Linked DNA regions of Ovis aries: region 1 is linked to region 2. The links are chromatin contacts, called in public Hi-C maps. All regions are on one chromosome and are shown on one strand. The core of a region is the stretch at or near the end of the contact, and the rest is flanking DNA. Distances in the headings are between cores, read along the strand shown. Region 1 overlaps PTPRF (protein tyrosine phosphatase receptor type F). Region 2 holds the start of PTPRF (protein tyrosine phosphatase receptor type F).

What was found. Hi-C and Micro-C count contacts between places; a contact is called where the count stands out from the background.
Region 1: a Hi-C map of liver shows a contact between it and region 2, with 2.4 times the contacts expected there. The contact joins the enhancer-like site here to the promoter of PTPRF in region 2. A contact is called at or near these places in 2 of 16 Hi-C or Micro-C datasets (hypothalamus and liver).

The regions. Positions count from the first base shown.
Region 1 is chr1:18,243,761-18,249,980 of ARS-UI_Ramb_v3.0, reverse strand. PTPRF (protein tyrosine phosphatase receptor type F) reads right to left here. Exons shown (of 34, transcript XM_042247044.1): 9 at 1,393-1,662. Among named protein-coding and RNA genes, the nearest start is that of PTPRF, 52 kb to the right of the region's middle. Within about 2 kb of position 4,815, at least 2 of the 54 cell types and tissues checked have an H3K27ac peak or open chromatin away from gene starts, as enhancers often do. A contact at or near this core is called in liver, where this site is marked.
Region 2 is chr1:18,191,131-18,197,278 of ARS-UI_Ramb_v3.0, reverse strand. PTPRF (protein tyrosine phosphatase receptor type F) reads right to left here and starts at 2,462. Exons shown (of 34, transcript XM_042247044.1): 1 at 2,273-2,462.

The sequences.
Region 1 (6,220 bases), core at 3,566-6,065, 50 kb before region 2:
CCGAAGAGCCCTCGGTGACCACTGAGGTCACCTAGCGGGGGCTGGTGGCCAGGCCCATCAGTGCCTGCAGGCACCTTGGGTCATTTGGTGTCCACCTAAGTCACTTCTAGGACTGCTTGGACCTCACACCAGCCCTGGTGGCTCATGGAACAAATGGACCCAGAGGTGGCCTGCCTGGGCCCGTGCGGATGGGAGACACACAGGCCTCTGCGGTGCATCTGGGCTAACCCATTGGCAAGTGTGTGTAACAGGGGCGGGGAGAGGGAAGGGATTTCCTCAGGGAATGGTCCTGGATTTGAGAGAGACGGATGGGGCTGCTGGCCCCACAGATACCACGGCTTGGCTCAAAAGGAGGGGAGAAGTCCCAGGTCCACAGCCAATCCCCGAACAACAGGCACTCACAAACTGAGTGCTGATGGTGCGCCAGGCACTGCACTAGGGTTGAGGACACGCTGTCACACGGTCACATCACTGCGCTCATGGGGTTTATACACCGGTGTGAGAGAAAAGCGATCAGCAAGTGATAATCGTGGCTCTGGTATGTGTAATGGCAGCAGAAAGCAGGCTGCTGAGATGGAGAAAAGTCCAGGGCGTCCTTGAATGGGGTGATTGGGGAAAGCATCCCAGGACTGAGACCTGGAGAGCAAGGTGGAGCCAGTGACGGCAAGGGTGGGGTGAGGGCAGGGTGATACTTGGGCCTGTCAGCCTGCTCAGGTCACAGCAGTGAGGATGCTAGTCTTTATCTTAAAAGCAGTCGGAAGCCACCGCAGGGTGTTTCTCCCTCCTATAACATGATGCTGCTCTGCTGAAAAGAGGGCCCACGCTGTAGAATGGGGGGTGTTACCAGAGGGGAGAGTGGAAGCACAGCACCCCGAGGAGTCTGGTCTACATGCGGCTGTCCCATTGGCTCCGGGCAGAGAGAACCCACCCGCCGTGGCTACTGTTCCCCATCCTTCTTTCTGGTAGGCTGGGAAAGCTGAGGGTCCAGTTCTATGGTTAGAGGGGTGTGTGGTGGATTCAGACCCCCAGGGTTCAAGTCCCTGCTCCATCATTTACTTCCTTGTGACTCTGTGCCTCACTTTCCTAACTTATAAAATGGGAACAACAAGAGAATCTATTTCCCAGGCACCACCTGAACAATATAACCTGTGCTTTCTAACCAGCACGGCATCTGCCTCACAGGGTCCCAGCACCTGTTAGCTCAAATGATTAAGCCAGTTTCTGACAGAAAACCCTCTGTCCACCACTGAGGGCCAGGAGGCCCCCCGGGGCTGGGCACCAGCAGGGTAACAACCCTCAGCCCCGCCCATCTCCCAGCAGTCATGCCCCCCTCCCCGCCCAGTCCAGGGAAGGCCACGGGCCACGGCCAGCACACCAAAGAGGCTCGCTCACCTTTCACGGTGACCTGGGCTGTGGCCTCGATCATGCCCAGGGAGGAGATGGCCACGCAGGTGTAGTTGGCGGAGCGCACCACGTTGCTGAGCTCCAGCACGTTGCGGCCGACCGGCATCTCGTCCTCCTTGGTGAGCTCTTCCGCCCCCATCATCCACTTCACGTAGGGCATGGGTGCGCCGACAGCAACGCACGTCAGGTTCACGCTGCCGCCTGGCATCACCTCCTGGCTGCTGGGAGGGATGGAGAAACGCGGAGCCACGCGGCGCACTGCGGGAGGAGGGAGAGAGGCGCTCACAGGCCGGGCAGGGCATGTGTGCGGGTGGAAGGGCAGGGGCCCCTCATCCAGGAAGCCCCTCTCGTCAGACCCAAGGTGTGGGGTCCCTGGGCCCCTGCTGAGCCCCACCCATCCTGCTTTGGGGCCAGAATAGCCCCCACTCTCAGGGACTGTCTGGAACACGAGAGATTCTGCAACCAAGCTCCTGTTTTACAGCCTAGGAAACTGAGGCCCAGGATCACAGGGGAATCTGTGCAAGGCCTGTAGGGGCCACATCCCAGGTTGCTCTCCAGTGCCTCTAGCTGCTCCCACCCCCGCCCCCACCGAGGAGGGTCTCCAGCGGGGCTAGCTGGGGCACTAGTGCGAGAGATCCAGGCACCCTAGGGTGGAGGGTCCTTAGAGCAGGACTGGGGCAGGGCATAGGGTCAGCCCGGAAGTGATGTGGCCACCTTCTCTGAGGCCAGTGCCTCCACCTCCAGGCCGTGATCCCCGGGGAAGAGATGAGGGCAGCAGCAGGACCACCGCCCAGGACCTCAGCCATGCTCAAGGCAGAGCCTGAGAACCCAAGAGGAGGGGCTGCCTCCAGGAGGGACTGAACAGGGGCCAGAGTTCTGGGCAGGCCAGGGACGTGGTCCGTGGGCAGGATGGGCATGACGATGGCAGTAACATGATGAGGGTGCCAAGCAGACGGCTTCCGGCACCAATGGACAGGGTCTCAAGGGGGAGGGTGGCTGTGCCTGGCCACAACCTCCAACCTTGGGCTCCCCGGGAAAGAAGCTGTTCTGTGCTTCTCAGTTCAAGGTGCAGCCTGGAGCCCCCACCCCGCCTGCCAAAGTCTCGAGCTTGGTAAAGACATTCGGAACATGCAGAAGGAGGGAAGGCAAGCAAAACCTAGCCATGGGCAGACATGCTTGGCATGCAGACAGGGCATGCAACTGGTGGGCAGAGGCTGGGGTGTGTCCTTCCTGGGCACTCCTACACGCAGGGCTGAAGAAGGCAGGCAGCGAGGCTAAGATTAGACCCAGAGGGGATCACTCAGGGTGCAGGTCTCTAAGGGTCCTTGCTGGGGAGCCCAGGCATGCAAAGGATCCATGGTGCTACATCGGGAACACCTCCACCACAGATGCCAGACTGCTGCTCGCTCAGCCCAAAAGCATGGAATCAGAGCTGGAAGTAACTGCAGACACCACCTGGTCCAACCTGTGATCTCACTACACAGAGGTCAAAGCTGCAACCCCAGACCAGACATCCAGCGAATCACCAGGTCCTGCTAACGCACCACCTAAAATAGCTTTCCAACACTCTCACTTCTTGCCAAGTCCACAGGTGAATGCCACCTCCAAAGTCCAAGCCATGGTCCTTCCCTGGATTGCTGTGCTGTGTTCTCCGTGGCCCCTCCTGCCCTGGCCATTCCCCGACCTGGTCACTGGCCCTCCACAAACAGCCGGCACAAATCCCGTATCTGTTCACGTTACCTGCCCTGTTAAAAACTCTCACACGGAGCTTTGAATGACTCCTCAGCCCTCGCTTTACTCAGCCTCGACTGTACCCACGCTGCCTCCCTCCGAAGCCTCCAGGCAGAGCCAAAGTACTGCCAGAGCCACGGCCAGCGCCAGGGGCCGAGTCTACCTCCCCTGGTGCCCCACGCTCGCTGGGGTGTCAGCATGCCTCCTCCCCATCTTCTTAGAAGAACCACCTCAGCCCCCATTTTTGGTTCATGGGCTATGCGACCCACATGTGGCTCAAGAGATAGAACCTTTGGCCTTTTGTGAAAACTATTAAGACACATGGCTTTTCTTCTCCGCTTTTGGTCTCTAACCTGGGGGGGTGGGAGGCGGGGGACCACCTTTCACAGTACTCGAAAGGACCTGCTTGAGAACAAAGGAGCTACTGAGGAGAGCAGAGGTGGAGACAGAGACAGACGAATGCCTGGCCAAATACTGTTTAAACACCTGGATCCAGCCCTGCCTGACGCCAATCTACTTCCATACTTTCAGTTTTGGAAGACAAGGGGTTCCGTGTTTGGCGTTAAGCTGATAGAAGCCGGGCATCTGCACTGGGTGCACCAGCACCGTTCAGGCAGAGCAGTGCGGTGTGGCAGGGGCAAAGGTGGGCCCCGGGGGGCATGGCTGGCAGGAGAAAGCCACAACAAAGAGCTTCCTTTGAGTACTCCCCACAAACAGCAAAAGGTGAGGCTGGGAGGCTGGGACATGGTGCAGGCACTCCCCGGGCTTTGGTGCTGAACCTGGGCACAGGTCATGAGGAGCGGCATGCCCACTGGCGGAGATGTGGCCTGGCTAAAGCAAAAAGGATCACTAACTGACCAACTCTCTCCATGCCTCTCCTCTCTACCAGTGGCTGCCCCATCTCCTCCTTGTTCACAGGCATCCAAATGGGTCTGGGGGGGAAGAGAACCAAGAGAATCACTCTCGGGCACCCCCTCTGGGCTGCAGGTTTCCACGCTGTGGATGCAGGCATCTCCCAGTTAAAGAGGTGAGAACCAACAGCTGATACTCAGGGACGTGTTTATAACACATACTGGGAGCAGGTCTGTGGGATGAGAAGCTAAGGCCCCTTTGAGCCCTGGCTCACAAGGTGAAAAGAGAGACCCGGGCGGCTCCATGAAGAAGCTTCTGGGTCTGTGGAGGCTGCCGGGAGAACACTCTCCAGTTGGCATGAGGATAGGCCTCAAGCCTGTGTCAGGGACACACCTGCCAGCTTGATGGTGGTCAGTGGCAGAATCTTGGGACCCAATTGGGTCCCTCGACATGAGAACAAAGAGCCCCAGGGGAAGGAAGTAGGTTGTTGGTGGATAAACCTTAGGTCTCAACCTAAGCTGTGAAGAAAACTGACCAGGCTTTACCTCAAACAGTCCCGGAAGACAAGGTCTTCTCGCCACTGCCAGGAAATAAGGGCCCTTGGGGAACTAACATTGAGAAGGGTTTGTTTTTATTTTTAATTTCCCCCCTTCCAGATGCAAGTGGAAGGGAGAACCCCAGGGGCTAAGGATGAGTGAGAGGTCAGAGGTGAGCTTTAGGATCACTCCTAGCACCAGGGCAGGGCCTCAAGCCCAGGGACTCCTGGACAGCACGCTCCAGCAGGGCACCTCCCTTCATAGGCCTGCTGGGCTTCAGCCAACACAAACAGCCTGGACAGGTTTCCCGCAGATCAGACTCATCCTCCCCATGGTGTAGGGGCTAGGACCACAGAGAGAAGGTGGGGGTCACAGAGGCAAGTGACCACCTCCTGGGATCCTGAGTATCTGTGGAGTCCTGAATTCTGGATGGTCACCCCCCTGTCCCAAGCGCAGGAGGGGTTGCTGCCTCCCTGCAGCAGTCTCACCGCCACTCGCCCTGCTGTCACTGACACGAGGCCTCCAGAAGGGGCAGGACTCGCCCTGGACTCGGGTCTATTGACAGCAGCAGCAGGGAAGGGAAAACCAGGGCCGGGGAAAAACGCACTTAGGGTCTAATCTTGAGCTCCAACAATGACGGTCTATTACTGTTCCCCGAGCATCCTTACTGCTGACATTTTATAGACAATTTCCAAAACAGGGCCTTGCCATTTCTGGATTATATTTCAGCTGTAACTTTTAAGTCTAATTATTTGAGCTGACAACCCCCTATAACAGGGCGGTGCGGCGCCTGGAGGCATCGGCATTCAGTGGAGTGACAGCCTAATCGCTGGGGGGAGGCAGCCCCGCGATCGGCATTCACGCGCGGAAATTTCTCTGATGAAAATAACACAACATTAAGGAGGGGATAAGGGGCAGGATCCACCGTATCAAGATAAAATAACTCTTTAATAAATAACCTTGTGGCTGCCGCAGAGCAGTAATTAAATGCCGGCGCACTTGGCACACAGTTTTAAGTAAAGCTGGAAAAATGTAAGATGTAATTATCAGCACCAAACAAATTACCAGCACGGCAAATCCCCCCTGGAATATTTAGAAACTCATTTCTGCCTTCCCATTAAATATTTGTGTACATGCCTATTTTTGGTGGAACCATGGAATGGTAAAAGGAGAAGGGACAAGGGACCAGGAGGGTGCGGGAGGGGGGACAGGGGGAGGCAGTGGCAGGCTGGGCTCTCTCTGCTGATGACCGTTTTCTGAACTCGCCCCAGTCAGATTTGCCCGGTCAGCGAAACGGTGTAACTGAAATGCCCTAGAGCTCAGGAGTGCATATGATCATGCTCAGGGCTGGTATCTGAGCCAAGGCTGCAGTCCTCCTCCCGACAGGCTCCTTCTCCTCGTGGAGGAAACCCAAGCCACAGAGAACGCACAGGACACCAGGTGGCCCGGGTCTGCTCCCTGGGGCTTCGCCCAGTGGACAGGAACGCCTCCTCTAACGGCTCAGACCAAGGGACACAGGAAGGACCGCTGCCTGTGTCCTTGCCCCTCGGCCCCTGCTGCTGGACCGAGGGCGGGGAGTAGGGGCCTGGCCCTGAGGGTGTGAGACTGCTCTGGAATGGGCTGCTGCGAGGTCTCCAGGAAGCCCTCCCCGACCCACGGCCGCGCTAGGGCTGCTGCGAGGCTCACACATGGCTCTA
Region 2 (6,148 bases), core at 1,213-3,712:
TAAAGGGAGAAAAGAGGGAAGAGGAAGAGCAAGGAGAAAACAGAACTACAGAGATGTCTCCAATGACAAGGGGAAACTGAGCAAGCAAAAATGTATGAGAAAATGTGTGCACAAGAAAGCATGAGGCTGCACGTATACACACACCCTTCCTAGGCTGTGCACAGGGGAGCAGTGAGAGTGTAAGCAAGAACACAGGCTGGGACATGGGCGTGCAAACACAGCAGATTTTGGAGCTCTGGCTGTTGCGCAGGCCCAAGTGTGCAAATGAGAGGGCACTGGGGAGACAAGTGGATATGGAGTGGAGGTGGGGGTGGGAGGGTGAGCTGAGTGTAGAAACAGGGGGGTGTGAGTGTGTGGCCTGGGCTGGGGCTGCGGATGTTGGGGGGCTGTGCTTGGGGAGGCTCACCTACTCCTTCCTGAAGCCCTAGGCTCATTCATACCATCAGTGAAAAACTGGGATTTTCTTGCTCCCTGAAGCGAGAGTTAATAAGGAGCCAAACACAGAATTTCCTGAGATTTTTCTGACAGAACCTTGCTCTGGATCCCACTGGATGCCATATGCCTCTCAAAGGATCCCTCAGCAGATCTCCTGCCTTTTCGGTGGATCCTTCACCACTGAGGATCCCCCTGGAAGCACCAGCCCTGGATCTTTTTCCAGGCCTCTCACCCCAATGCACTCCTCTGGATTCTCTGCTCAGATCCCACACCAGGTCACTCTGGGAGCCCAAGGGGAGTCTTCATCACCAACACTTCCGCAGTCCAGACTCCCAGGCCTGCCCCCCCCCACCCCCGTCCGGGGCCCCCAGGGGAATCCAGAGGACCCTACCCCCCACTCCTGCCAGCAGCCTCCTTTCCATTTCACAGCTCAGACAGGTACCCGGCACCCACCCATCAACCAGTTCCAACTTGGGGGCCCTGCACTGGGGGGTGGGGGGTGTTGAAAAGAGGAGAAAAACTAGCCCCTCCCCCACCCTAGGGTGGAAGAACCAGAGGGGCAGCATTCCAGAGGAACGAGGAGGAGGTCTGGGTCTCTGCAAAGGGGCAGCAGAGATTCCAGTCCGTGGGAGACAGAGACACCAAGAGACCCGACAGAGACCCGGGAAGGGAGACCCAGAGATGGGGGAGGGAGCAGAGAGACCTGGGAGGAGAGAGCAGAAAGCCGGGAAGAGCACAGAGAGACCCAAGAGAAGGAACACAGAGACCCGGCAAGGAGCACAGAGAGCCGGGAGAAAGAGCACAGAGAGCCAGCGAGAGAGCAGGGGAGACCCGGAGGGAGTCGCAGACAGCAGAGAGACCCCGGGATTGCTTGGGGGGTGGAGTGGGTTGAAAGTGGGAGGCCGCGACACGGGGAGACAGAGATACAGAGGCTTTGAAGGGCGTAGAGAGACGGAAACACGGAGGGAAAAGGAGAAATAAGCCGAGACAGGATCGTGGGCACAGCGATGAGGACCGGGGCACACCAACACGGGACGGGACGCCGGGCGGCGACTGAGTGAACTTTCCGGAGCGGGTCCGAGTGGACACGTCCTCACGGGACAGGTCGTCCCAGGGCCTTTGGGTCACTGCACCCGGGGAGGGGCGGGTACAGCCCGGCCCAGCGCCTCCCCAGCCGGCGCCGGCGACTTGGGTGCGGGGGCTGGGGAGGTGGGGGTTTCCAAACTCGCGCCCCGCGCACCCCGGGACGGCACGTGCGCCCGGGCCGCGAGCAAGACGGGGGCGCGGCGGCTGCGGATCCCCCGCCGGCTGGGAGGGGGCGCCTGTGCGGCGGGGGCGGGGGCGCGGCCTGGACCCGCCCGGAGCTGGGGAGGCGGTGGGAGGCTGAGGGCCGCCCCCGGAGCGTGTCCGCGCCGGTGGTGGGGGCAGACGAGGTGGGACCCAGGAGGGGGAGCCCCAACGCAAAAGGGAAACTTTGCGCTGGGCGGGGGGGAGGGGGGCGGCGCGGGCTGCGGCTCAGGTGCGGCGGGAGGGAGGGGGCGAGGCGGAGAAAGGGGAAGGCGCCGAGGGGCGGCAAGGAGCTAGCCAGCCGGCGGCAGGGCGATGGGGGGGGGGGGTCCGTCTGCCGCGGGGTAACGCGGGGAGGAGCCGCCGGGCTTGGTGGGGGCGCTTAGCCGAGGCGGCGGGCGCGGCAGGTGGGGGCGCGGCCCGGCCTAAGCGGCGCCCCCAGCCCCCCGGGACCGCCCCCAGCTCCGCTCTGCGAACGCGGGGAGAGGGCGGGGGAGTGGAGAAGGGACCGATGCGGAGGGAACTGGAAGGGGGCCCGGGGGTCACTCACCGCCTATCCAGGGGCCGTCGGTCCGCATGTCCCCCCAAGCCTCTGGGGCCGCTGCTCCCGCTCCTCTTCTGCCGCCGCCGCCGCCGCCACCGGATCCCACTCCCGCCACCGCCACCCGAGCTGGAGCCGGAGCCGGAGCTGGAGCCGCCGCCTCTGCCGCCGCCGCCACCGATTCCGCCGCTCCCGCGCCAGCTCCAGCCGCGTGCCCGCGCCCACGCCCGCGCCCCTGCCCCTGCCGTGCGCGTCCCCGGCGCCGCCCCTCCCCTCGTGCACTCTCGCTCGTAGAGCTGCTGAGCCGCGTAGGCCCGAGGCCGCAACCCAACCCCGCGTGTAAACCGACCCGGACCCCAGTACAGAACCGGAACCCCCATAATAAGCATGGGCAGACCCAAACTTCCATACGAAGTCCGGATCCTACTAGAGGCTTCCAATCCAAATGTGAACCTGATATTACTCTAGGACCCCATTTTCTCTCCGTAGAGATCTGAACCTGCTATTGAGCCCAGACCCACCCCAACTCAACAGTAAGTCCAAACCCCCAAATCTGCCGTGAAGTTGGCTCGAGTAGTAATTTTAATCTGAACCCCTTTATTAAACTGAAATTCCAATTCTTAGGCTAAAATCCCTTTATCACCTCTTCTTTGATCGTGACCCCAGCATCAACCCTGGTCCTTAAATGGACCCCAGTACCAATGCTGAGCCCCAGTCCCTGTGTGAACCTTAAAATACGATAGCTACTTTGCTATGGTAGCTACCCAGCACTTTTTTGTGAACCCCAAGCCTTTCCATAAAACTCTAATACTGCAGTCCCAGACCCAGGTCAATACCAACACACTTTGTGAACTAGGATTGAGTCCCTGGAAAAGGACCCTAATACAAATACTGACCTCAGACCTTGTCCATTTGAGGGCCCATTTAAGACCCTAACTTGACTCACCTCTAGTGGTAATCTTGGAACCTAAGATTTATGAGACTGGCCTTGTAGAAGCTCCACACAAATCCACTGCAGCCCCATACTCACTCTCTACTCTTCTGACCCTATATCAACCCCAGCCTGAGGCTGGCCAGCACCCCAAAATCAGCAATGCCAACTGTGGACCTGAGTCAGGTCCTGAATTGGCCCTTAGTTCAGCACTTGATAGTGTCCTCCAAGCCTGATATAAACCTCAGTATTGAATTTCTGACTCCTCATATCAAACTTAAATGCTGACCCTATAAATCTCTGGCTAAACCAATAACTTACCAACAGATTTACTAGAGGTTCTAACTCATAGGAACTTGGTGAGCTCCAAACCAAGAGCCACACCTTGGCACCAAAGCCTCTGATCTCAGACCTACCGTGCAGTCCATATCACATCAGCCCTCTCCTCATGAAACTGCCACCCTCATGAAACATGGGGAGCCTACCTCGACTGCCTATGTCAGATGAGGACCCCTATGGGTTCTCTGATCTGTGGGGTCTCTGTGATATCTCTGTGAGTCTGGGGGTCAGGTGAGAGAGAAAGTCTGGAGATTGTTGAAGCACCTAGATTCTAGGAGCACAGTGTAATGTACAGGGCAGAGGTAGAGGTGAGGGGTCTGGGGCTGTGAGCTGAGTGGAGTTCTGGTTACCACCTAATTCACTTGCCTGCTTTTTGCCCAGGACTTGAATTTAGAAGCGGTGTGTGTGCGCCCCCTCGTGTGTGAGAAGGGGATGGGAGTGATTCTGGGCAAACAATCAGATCCAGATTCCAGATGACAAACGGATCAAAAATGAACATTCCTAGTCTGTGGTTTTTTATTCACTGATAATTTTGGTGTCCTGTGGAGGAGGTATTGCAAGTTTTGTGCATCTTTAGACATTTTGGCCTGTTTTTCAGAAGTGGAGTGAGTTTAGGCTTCGGGGGAGGGTTTCTTCTAAATTTAAAAAGGTATACTTTCTGGCCAGTGATGCCTGCTCCTTGCTGACTCCTGAAAACAGTTCTTCTTCTTGGCTTCAGTGGCCTATATTCCTTCCCTGATTGCCATTTCTCAGTCTCTTTTTTACCATCTCCTTTTCCTCCCAGGATCTGTCTACACTGTCCCTTCTTGCTTTCTGCCCATGGACTGTCTCCACCACCACCAACCAAATGCTGATGACTTCCAAATCTGTCTCCCTGGTATGGGTCTCCTGGACAAGAATACTGGAGTGGGTTGCCATTCCCTTCTCTAGGGGATCTTTCCAACCCAGGACTCAAACCCAGAGATCCTGCATTGCAGGCAGGTTCTTTATTGTCTGAGCCACCAGGGAAGCAATGTTCTGAGTGCGGGACCCGTATTTCCAAGAGTCTTCTCTAGACCACTCCCCAGTTGGTCAGGGAAACTGAATGCACTGTCTCTCCCACCCCGGATCTGCCAGCCCCCAGCAGTCCCATCTCAGGCAGCAGCACCTCATTCAATCAGTTGCTGGGCCAGAAACAGGGCATCTTCCCTCCTGCACCTTCATCTAATGCAACCTGTAAAATCTGAAATATAGAAAGGGGCTAGAGATCATCCCAAGGGAGGTGAGTGGGAGTGGGGGATGGAGAGAGAATGAGGGGGAGGGGGGGAGATGGGAAAGAGACAGAGATAGAGTGCTTTTGACTTTGGGGCTTCAGTTCACACAGAAATCTCTCACACATAGTCATAGAAAACACCTCTGAAGACTTACTCTGTGGGACTTCCCTGTAGTTTGGTGACTAGGACTTTGAACTCCCAATACAGGGGGCCTAGGTTCAAGCCCTGGGAACCTAGGGCTCTAGGTTCCTCTAGTCTGGGAACTAGATCCCACATGCCACAATTGAAGATCCCATGGGCCTAAACTGAAAAGATGCTGCATGCCGCAACTGAGACTCAGCACAGCCAAAGAAATTTAAAGAATATTTTAAAAAAAGATGTCAGTCAGTGGCTTCTCACACACACACACACACACACACACACACACACACACACACTATATATATATATATAGTGTATGTGTGTGTGTATGTATTTATGAAGACTCTATGTTGAGTGGGGTCAGTACCCTGGAAACAATGGTACCTATTTGGAGCCATCACTTCCTTCAGGGAGCCACCTCTAACCTCTTGCTGAGTTGGGTCTTGCCTGCCCAAACTCTAAATCCTGGATGTCACCACCATTAGTGTCTGTGTCTGTCCCCCCACCTTAAAGGTGGGGGTTCCTTGAGGACAGGGCAGGAGGAAGGAGCCTGCCTTGTCCCCTGCCACATCCCAGTGGCCAGTGCTGGGCCCTGATACACAAAAGCTGCTCAGTATATTTTTATTAAAGGAATGAAAAGAGAGATTTTCCCCTTCTGTGCTCAGGGGCCATCAGACATAAGTGACCAGGTGGGGAAGGCTCCCTGACCAAGCTGCAGACCTCTTCCACACTTGGGGCTTCTGTCGGCCTGGCCTGGCCTGAGAGGGGCTTGTGGTGTTTGCTGACCTATTGCCTTCAGACTGGGCCTCAGTGGGTCTGCAGCTCTGACAGCCCAGTTCCCTGAGCTCAGCACTGCCTGGTCTGTGAACCTAATACTTGGAAAGCCCTATGGGCCAAGGGCCTTACTCTCCTGTGGCTGAAGTTGGCAGCCCCACTCAATGCTACACCAACCAGGCTCTTGCTTCAACCCCCTCAGGGACACAGGGTTCTCAGAACCTCAAACCATTGGTCTCCAGCCCCTTGCTCACCTGTCTTTCAGAACCATACGTGGGTCGGGCGTTTGCTGAGGTGGGGCATGAGAGTGGCTGCAAGCAGCTGGCCCAGACCTCAGCATGCCCAGTGCCTGGGACTAGACACAAGGCCGAGGTAAAAGAACCAGAGGCCTGGGCCCTGGGCACAAGTGGACGAGAACCTCAGGTGGCTGGGCCTACGTGTGCCTGA